2 separate regions of the Mus musculus genome follow, and region 1 is linked to region 2. A link is a contact called in public HiChIP or PLAC-seq data. All regions are on one chromosome and are shown on one strand. The core of a region is the stretch at or near the end of the contact, and the rest is flanking DNA. Distances in the headings are between cores, read along the strand shown. Region 1 overlaps Ttc21a (tetratricopeptide repeat domain 21A). Region 2 holds the start of Wdr48 (WD repeat domain 48).

Region 1 (3,873 bases), core at 485-2,984, 61 kb after region 2:
CTGGAACTCAGGATGCTGGGATGTGTCACCCACGTAAACGCGTGCGTCACCACGCCCCCGGCTAAGTTAGACTTTCCAACAGGCCTTGCAGGGCAGAGGAAAGAGCTCGGTCATCGGGTGCTTTCCTTGCAAGCAGAGGACCTGAGTCCGACCCCATACTTGTAGAACTAGTGCAGGAGAGGTAGAGATACAGTGGGATCCAAGGGCTTGCTGGTTGCCTAGCCTAGCCTACTCGGTGAGCTCCAGGTCAGAGAAAGACCCTGTCTCAACACAAGGTGAATGTCTCCTGAGGAGTCTCACTCACACACACACACACACACACACACACACACACACACACACTCAAAATTTTAAAGCTGGGTGAGACACCAATGTTGAGACTTCCGAAAGGCTGCACCTGTGCAATCCAGTCTCCCTCCCTCTACTTGTTGGGCGGGTCCTTGGGGTGGCTCCTGAAGATCCCTGGACACAGACTTTGTGTTTCCTGTTCCTAGGAGAGCTGGAAAATGCGCAGAGCACCCTGCAGCGCTGCCTGGAGCTGGACCCCACATTTGTGGATGCTCACCTCCTCATGTCCCAGATCTACCTGGCCCAGGGCAACTTCGCCATGTGCTCCCATTGCCTAGAGCTGGGTGTCAGCCACAACTTCCAGGTGGGAGCGCGCCACACTGTGTGGCCCACCCAACTGTTGCACCCTTTTCCGGACAGTTGCCTGGGAGGGGGGAAGCCACATAAAGGCATACGCGTTCCCCCCAGACCCTCTGCTAACCGGCAGGCAGGGCTGGCTCCCCAGCTCCCCTGGAGAAGTTCCTGGGGCTGCTGTATGACAGCAGGGGTGTAAGCTAGACCCCACTCTGCCCTGCCTCTCCTAGGTCCGAGACCATCCCCTCTACCACTTCATCAAAGCCAGGGCCCTCAATAAGACGGGCGACTATGCCGAGGCCATAAAGACCTTAAAAATGATCATAAAGGTTCCCACCTCGAAGGCAGAAGAGGGCAGGAAGTCCCAAAGCCCCTCCGTTCGGCCCAGCGAGCGGGCATCCATCCTGCTAGAGCTAGTAGAGGCTCTCCGACTGAATGGGGAACTGGTAAGAAATGCCAGGGCTGGGGATTGGGCTCAGTGGATAAAGAGCTTGCTGTGAAGGCCTGAGGGCCAGAGTTCAAATCCTCAGAACCCACAATTCATCTGAGAGTTTTAGCCTCAGAGTGAGAGACCTGCCTCAGTAAACAGAGTGGAGAACAAGCGAAGGAACATTTCTGTCAGGCTCTCACGCAGACATGAATGAGCAGGGAGAGCACACTCACGCCTCCACCCCTCAGTGGGAACGTGCATGCGCACCCCACACAGAGACACACAACAAAGAAAAGAAGGCAAGAGGAAGAGAGAAAGATGTGTTTGCTCCCCTTCCCTGGAGCACATTAGAGGCCCCAGGAGATCAGCCTGGGGGCCAAGCTCCTACTGTGCCTGATGTTAACTTGGGCTATGATTCCAACCCTTTCTGTTGGTTTGGTTTGGTTGAGACAGTGTCTCACTATGTATGATTGGCTGGCCTGGAGCTCACCGTGTAGACCAAGCTGGCCTCAAACTCACAGAGCTCTCCCAGCCTTGGCAAGAGGCAAGAGCAAGACTCCTCGAGGCTGGAGTCTGTACGATGCCCTGGCCTTAGTAGCCTTGCCAACTCACAGGATGTGGTCTGTCCTGGGCCATCTCTATGACCAGGGCCCGTAACCTTCCCCTGTGATGAGCCTGATGAAGACAGGAAACTAGCCTGAAGAAAACAACTGCTCACTCCTTCAAGACACAGGGACTGTGAAGGTGGCTCAGCTGGCAGAGTGCCTCCCATGCAAGCTTGAGGTCATGGGTTTGAGCCTTGAGAAAAGGGGTGGGGCCAGCATGGAGGTTAGCTTGGTCTACATAGTGTCAAGCCAACCAGGGCTACATAGTTTAGACATTAGACACTGTTTATATCTGTGTGTGTGTGTGTGTGTATTTATATATATGTGCTAAAATAACATAATTATATAAATAAATGAAAAATATAAATAATATATACACATACATACACATATATATGCACATACATACAATATATATACACAATAAAACATGTATATATCTGTGTATACACACACACATATGCTAGAGAGATGACTCGGTGGTTAGAGCATTGGCTGCTCTTGCCAAGGATCTGGGCTCAGTTCTCAGCACCATCATGGTGGCTCACAACCATCTGTAATTCCAGTTCCAGAAGGTCTAATTCCTTCTGGCCTCTAAAGGCACAAGGGATGTGTACATACACACAGAGAGAGAGAGAGAGAAAGAGAAAGAGAGAAAGAGACTCATACACATGGAATAAAAATAGATACTTTTTTTTCTGTTTCTGGGTTTTTTTGAGACAAGATTTCTCTGTGTCCTGGAACTCATTCTATAGAGAAGGCTTCTAGCTTTGAACTCACAGAAACCTGCTTGCCTCTGTCCCCTGAGTGCTGGGATTAAGGGTATGTGCCACCAACACCCAGCAAAGATAAACATTTCTTTAAAAAAAAAAAAAAAAAAAGCTGAGCAGTGTTTGATTGTTCAGTTTGGTTTTTTTGTTTGTTTTTTTAACTTTGAAGATTTACCATTCGTTTATTATTGTGTGTGTAAACACGTGCACATGTTGTTATACGCGCGTCACATCATGCATGAGTGGACATCCGAAGACAAATTGGGAGTTGGCTCCCTCCTTCCATCATGTTGGTCCTGGGGATTGGATTCACATCGACAGCTTTAGCAACGGACGCCTTAGCCTGCTGAGCCATTTCATCGCCCCCCCCCCCCAGTCTTTTGTTTGTTTGTTTGTTTTTAACTCTCTGTGTAGTCCAGATTGGCATGAAATGTACGATCCTCCTGCCTCAGCCCCTCAAGTGTTAGGATTACAGGTGTCTGGTGTCAGGTCTGGTCCCTCAGCTAAACTCCTGGGGAAAGGGTGGGGTCAGATGAGCTGTCCCCATGTGGGTTCTGATGAACCTTACCTCCACAGCTGCTCTGCAGGTGGTACAGAGCCATGATGGCCCAGGAGCTCCAGGCTCTGAGCTGAACCCAGGCATGGGGAAGGTGGTAGAACTCTCCTTGGGTCACCTGTCATGGTTAACACCAAAGAGAGGGTCTGTTTGGTCCCACACGTCGTAGCACGAGGCCACCAAGATCATGCAGGACGCCATCAATGAGTTCAGCGGCACGCCAGAGGAGATGCGCATCACGGTCGCCAACGTGGACTTGGCTCTGAGCAAGGGCAACGTGGACCTGGCGCTGAACATGTTAAGAGGTATCACACCCAAGCAACCCTGCTACACAGAAGCCAAGGAGAAGATGGCCAGTATCTACCTGCACACTCGCAAGGACGTGCGCCTCTACATTGGCTGCTACGTGTAAGCTCCATCCACAGCAGGTGGCACCTTCACCCCACCCCCGAGCCCCGGGCTGCTGGGGGGTGGGGGGGATTCCTCAGGTTGTATACCTTCAACTGGGTCTCCCTCCAGAGTGTATCCCCAGAGCACATTAGACCAAGGTATGAGCACCTCATAGGTCTCCCTGCCTGTGGGTGAGTTCTGAGGACCTGCTGCCAGCCCCTCCCCCACATCTCTGTCCCGATGGCTGACATTCTGTTGGAAGGGTCTGAGCCTGGATCCCAGCACGGATGCCAAAGGCGTAACGAGAACACATTTACACTCTGGCCCCTCACTCTGCCTTTCCTTGAAGAACTATGGTGCAGGGCCTCTGAGATGGCCAGTGTGGGCTGGGTGAGGAGAGATTGGAGCGGAAGGTGGTGGCCCCCACCCTCTGTCTCCCAGGAGTTGGTGTTATGATCTCAGGGGGCCTCCCCAGCCTCT
Region 2 (4,080 bases), core at 280-2,779:
TTTGTGGATATACATATAAATTTCTAGAAAGAAGTCTGATAACATGTAATTTAGCAAAACCACAGTAACAGGTTCCTCCCTGTGGCCGTGATGCCCCGAGCCATGGGATTTACAGGACCAGGTTACAGTACCAAGCTGGAATTCCTTCCAGTAGAACAGACCTCAAATCCAAAAGTAATTGGTTGCCCTCATAACCCTACAGCAGCGGGCACATCTTGCCTGGCAAGGTGGTCGGCTGGTTTATCACGGATGCTTCTTTTTCCCTGGCAGGATTCACAGCACCTATGAAAGCCAGTCATCACAGAGAAGCCAGTCATCACAGAGTCATCACAGAGAAGCCAGTCATCACAGAGTCATCACTGACAAGTTTTTGGGTCAGTGCACTTTGATGTCTCTGTGTCCAGCTACCAAAGTATACAGTGTCTCCAGCAATAGTGTCTTACTACTTAGTTTCGGTGGGCAACCAAGTGCAACAGCTATAGCCTGTATTGTTTTAGGGGCTTCTGGGTCTTCCCTGACCATGTCATAGAAAGCTATCCCATGCCTGGCATTGAGATTTTCATCTAATAATGCATGTCTTTTGGGGGGAATCATTTTCCATCCATGCAAGTGTATCTCTTTGAAATTCTGTATTTTAGATTTACTTCTATTTTGGGAGAGTGTTCTACCTGCGTCCGAAAGGGGGCGTGTGGGACTGGAGTTTATTGCAGCTCATGAACTCCCAGGTGAATGCTGGGAACCAAACCCAGGTCCTCTGCAAGTGCTCTCAACTTCTCAGCCATCTCTCCAGCCCCTTTGTATTTTTTAATTAGTTTATAAAGGTAGTGGGTTTCCATAGGGGTTATAGTACTTTGGTCATGTTTTTGCCAAAACGATCATTTAAAATATATTGTCAAGTTAGCAGGGCCTATGCGAACATTATCTCACTTAACATCCTAAGATCCATATTATAGCTGTACAGGCACACGTCTGTAATTCTGAGAGTCTGGGTAAGATCCTGAGGGGGCTGGTGAGATGAATCACTGGATAAAGGTGCCTACTGCCAAGCCTGAGTTAGAATCTCAAGGCCCACATAGTGGAAGAAGAAGACTACCACAAGTTGTCCTCTCCGCTGGTGTTTGAGAACAGCCAGGACTACACAGCGAGACCATGCCTCAAAATAACTAAATGACAACAACATTTTATTATTATTATTTTTAAAACCTATAAATATGGAGTTAGAGACGTGGTCCAGTTGCTAAGCACTGGCTTAAGTGGCTGGGGCACGACTTAAGCACGACTCTCTTGAGCGCTTTCTCTCTGCATGCAGGCGCTGGGACGGCCCTGGGGCTTAGCTGCACAGAGGTAGACCAGTACGGGCCCCCAAGCCCTGGTTCCAAGAGCGTTCCCGCCCACACGCTGCTATTTCTCCGCCAGCGCCTCCCCTCGCAACCAGCCCGGAAAGCCTACGCCCTACCTACCTTCTACCCAACCACAGAGTAGGGCGGGACATCCGCTGGCGCTTCAACTCTCCCGGAAGTGACGTCGGAGTGTCAACATGCAAGATGGCGGCCCATCACCGGCAGAACACAGCCGGGCGGAGGAAAGTGCAGGTATGGCGGCCCGGCTCCGCGGCCTTGGCGACACTGCCGTCGGCTCTGGTACCCCCGCGGGCGGGCGGATGCCTCGGGCCGCGGCTGGCCGGGTTCGACAGCCGGAGGATGGCGGGGCGGGGCGCAGCGGCGCGAGGGGTGGGGCCGGGGCGCCAACGGCCTGAGGTGGCGGCGGGCGGACTGGGCGCGCGGGCCTCGCGAGCGGTCGCGGGGAACCGCCGTCCCGGCGAACCGCCGTCCCGGGACACCGGGCCTGCGGCGGCGCCATGGGCCTGCTGCCCGCTCACCTGCCTCTGCTCTCGGCCGCCTTCCTCCGGAACAGCCGCGACCCGGCGGCGGAGGCCTCGCGGCGCCCGCGGGTGGGTGAGGCCGGGAAGCGAGGGGCCTTGCGGGGGCGTGGCGGGTCCGGGTCGCACGTGGGAGCGCTGTGCTGGAGGAAATGACAGTGTCCCTTCCTTAGCGATGGGCTTTGCCTCCGCCCTCCACCGTCCTCACTATGCATCTTCCGGGCTTCCTTTTTAGTCCTCATCTCCCTAACGTCGGAATCTCCAGTGATGAGCTCGCTGACCCGCACCGTGGGTGCTTTGGGTTTCCCCAAATCACGTTGGTTTGGTGTACGTTTGAGTTTTGCTTGCTGCCTTGTGTGCTGGGGATAAAGCTCGTTTAGCAGAGCCCTTCCTGTCCTGAGCAAGGTTCAAACCCCCTGCTCCACATAAAACCAGGCATGCTTGGTACCCGCCTGTACTTCTAGCGCTGCTTGTGTGTGTGTGTTTCTGTGGTGACGACAGGGGAATCGGAAATTCAAGGTCATCCTCCAGTACCTACCAAGTTTGAGATCAATCAGTCTGGGCTACACGAGACACACTGCCTTAAAAAAAAAAATGCATTCAGTCATTAAAGTGGACTGAGTGCATAGACTTGCCGCACAGAGGAGAAGAGACTAAAAGGGTTTAGCAGTCAGTAAACACTCCACGGATTGAACTCAGTGTTCAGAAGGGAGGGCCAAAGGTGAGTAACCCCAGCATAAGGCTGGAAAGCTGTGGCATTTTCTGAATGAGTGTCCTCTTTATAGTACTGACTTCCATTTGTTGGCCCTGTGTGCTCACTAATGGTTGTTTAATGGTTAGAATTGGGCTGACTGGGAGATGGTCAGTCTGGTGGAAGGCCTGTAGCACAAACATGAGGATCTGAATATCTGCGTCCACGTAAACATCTCTATCCCCTCACTTGAAAAGACGCCTGGCATGTGGGTTGGCACTTGAAATCTCAGCTCTAGGGAGGCAGAAAATGGAGTGTCCCTGAAGCTTGATGGCTGTCTAGTCCTGCTGATTGATAAACTCCAGGTCCCATGAAAGAAACAGGGTGGAGAGTGAGCAATGAGGGAAGGCACCCAGGTCACCCTGTAGCCTCCACATGCATGTGTCCCTATGTGCTTATGCCCCTGTGCACCACACTCACACAGGCGCTCACGCACTCACACGCTCACTAACAAGTAATAAATACTTTACAGGATCAGTGAGGTGACAAGAATGTAAAAATCCCCTAGCTTTCCCTGGGTAGGTGCTGCTTTCCTTCCAAATGGCATTGATGGCACTGAAGTAGCCCCAGCCTCCAGGCCAAGGGGGTGAAAACACTGATTTCAACTAAGTTGTAACTTAGTCCAGTTCCACACACTAGGACGGTGGTTCTTGATAGAGTAAGGATTATCAGTTCGTTCAGTTTGGGGTAAAGACTTAAAAGACATGGGCTTGCAAGATGGCTTGGAGGGGAGGTGTGCTTGCTGCCAAGCCTGAAGACTTGAGTTTGATTCCTGGGACCCACAAAGTGGACAGTGAAAACTGGCTCCAAGTTATCCTTGACTCTGGGGGAATACACCTCAGTGTAGAGCACGTGCCTGCCTCTCACAAGGCTCTGTCCTTAGCATCTTTTAAAAACATTTTTTAAAACAACACACACAACAGAGAAGAGTAGAGAAGAAAATCACATCAGGTGCCAAAAAAGTGTTTAAATAGGCTAGATGTCGGCTGGTGCGTATAGACCTAGGGAGAAGCTGATTCCACACTCAGCTGGCCAGAGGATGAAGGTAGAATTTGGTGTTTAGCACTTTGTTCAACAGCAAACCAATTGTGATTGGACACTATTTCCTATCAAAATCTGAAACTAGCCTGCTAAGAGAAGGTTTAGGATTTGTCCAGTAGGTACAGAGCAATGCTAGAAGCCTCGGAGACTGATTTCATCTCCTATTGCACAGAAGGGATGCACGCATGCACATTGCAAGAACTTACAAATGGTGCAAAAGTATAAATTGTAGTTGTTCTTCGATGTCTCAAGAACAGCAACTGTGTAGTGTCCTGTGTCACTTCAGCCTGCTCACTCTTTATACATTAGGGTAACTCGGTCTTCCCTGCAGGAGGTGAGGACGCTGCCGTGTGTGTTTTAAGTTGTTTAGGATCCCCTGACTTCTGCCCACTAGATGTAATAGTACCTT

What was found. HiChIP or PLAC-seq counts read pairs in DNA pulled down with a chosen protein or histone mark.
Region 1: a contact with region 2 is called in an H3K4me3 HiChIP or PLAC-seq map of the 230-238 cell line, with 11 read pairs. The contact joins the enhancer-like site here to the promoter of Wdr48 in region 2. A contact is called at or near these places in 1 of 39 promoter capture datasets (macrophages), 1 of 484 Hi-C or Micro-C datasets (regulatory T cells), 4 of 115 datasets of contacts at active chromatin or transcription factors (the 230-238 cell line, the HPC-7 cell line and embryonic stem cells) and 3 of 9 other capture datasets (adipose tissue, liver and pancreatic islet).

Annotation. Positions count from the first base shown.
Region 1 is chr9:119,953,662-119,957,534 of GRCm38.p6, forward strand. Ttc21a (tetratricopeptide repeat domain 21A) reads left to right here. Exons shown (of 29, transcript NM_028735.3): 13 at 495-652; 14 at 873-1,088; 15 at 3,173-3,411. Among named protein-coding and RNA genes, the nearest start is that of Ttc21a, 18 kb to the left of the region's middle. Within about 2 kb of position 1,735, at least 4 of the 459 cell types and tissues checked have an H3K27ac peak or open chromatin away from gene starts, as enhancers often do. A contact at or near this core is called in the 230-238 cell line, where this site is marked.
Region 2 is chr9:119,893,366-119,897,445 of GRCm38.p6, forward strand. It overlaps Wdr48 (WD repeat domain 48), which reads left to right and starts at 1,530. Exons shown (of 19, transcript NM_026236.3): 1 at 1,530-1,592. The coding sequence starts at 1,545. It overlaps Gm2449 (a long non-coding RNA gene), which reads right to left and starts at 1,547. Exons shown (of 7, transcript XR_871350.2): 1 at 1,461-1,547; 2 at 162-282.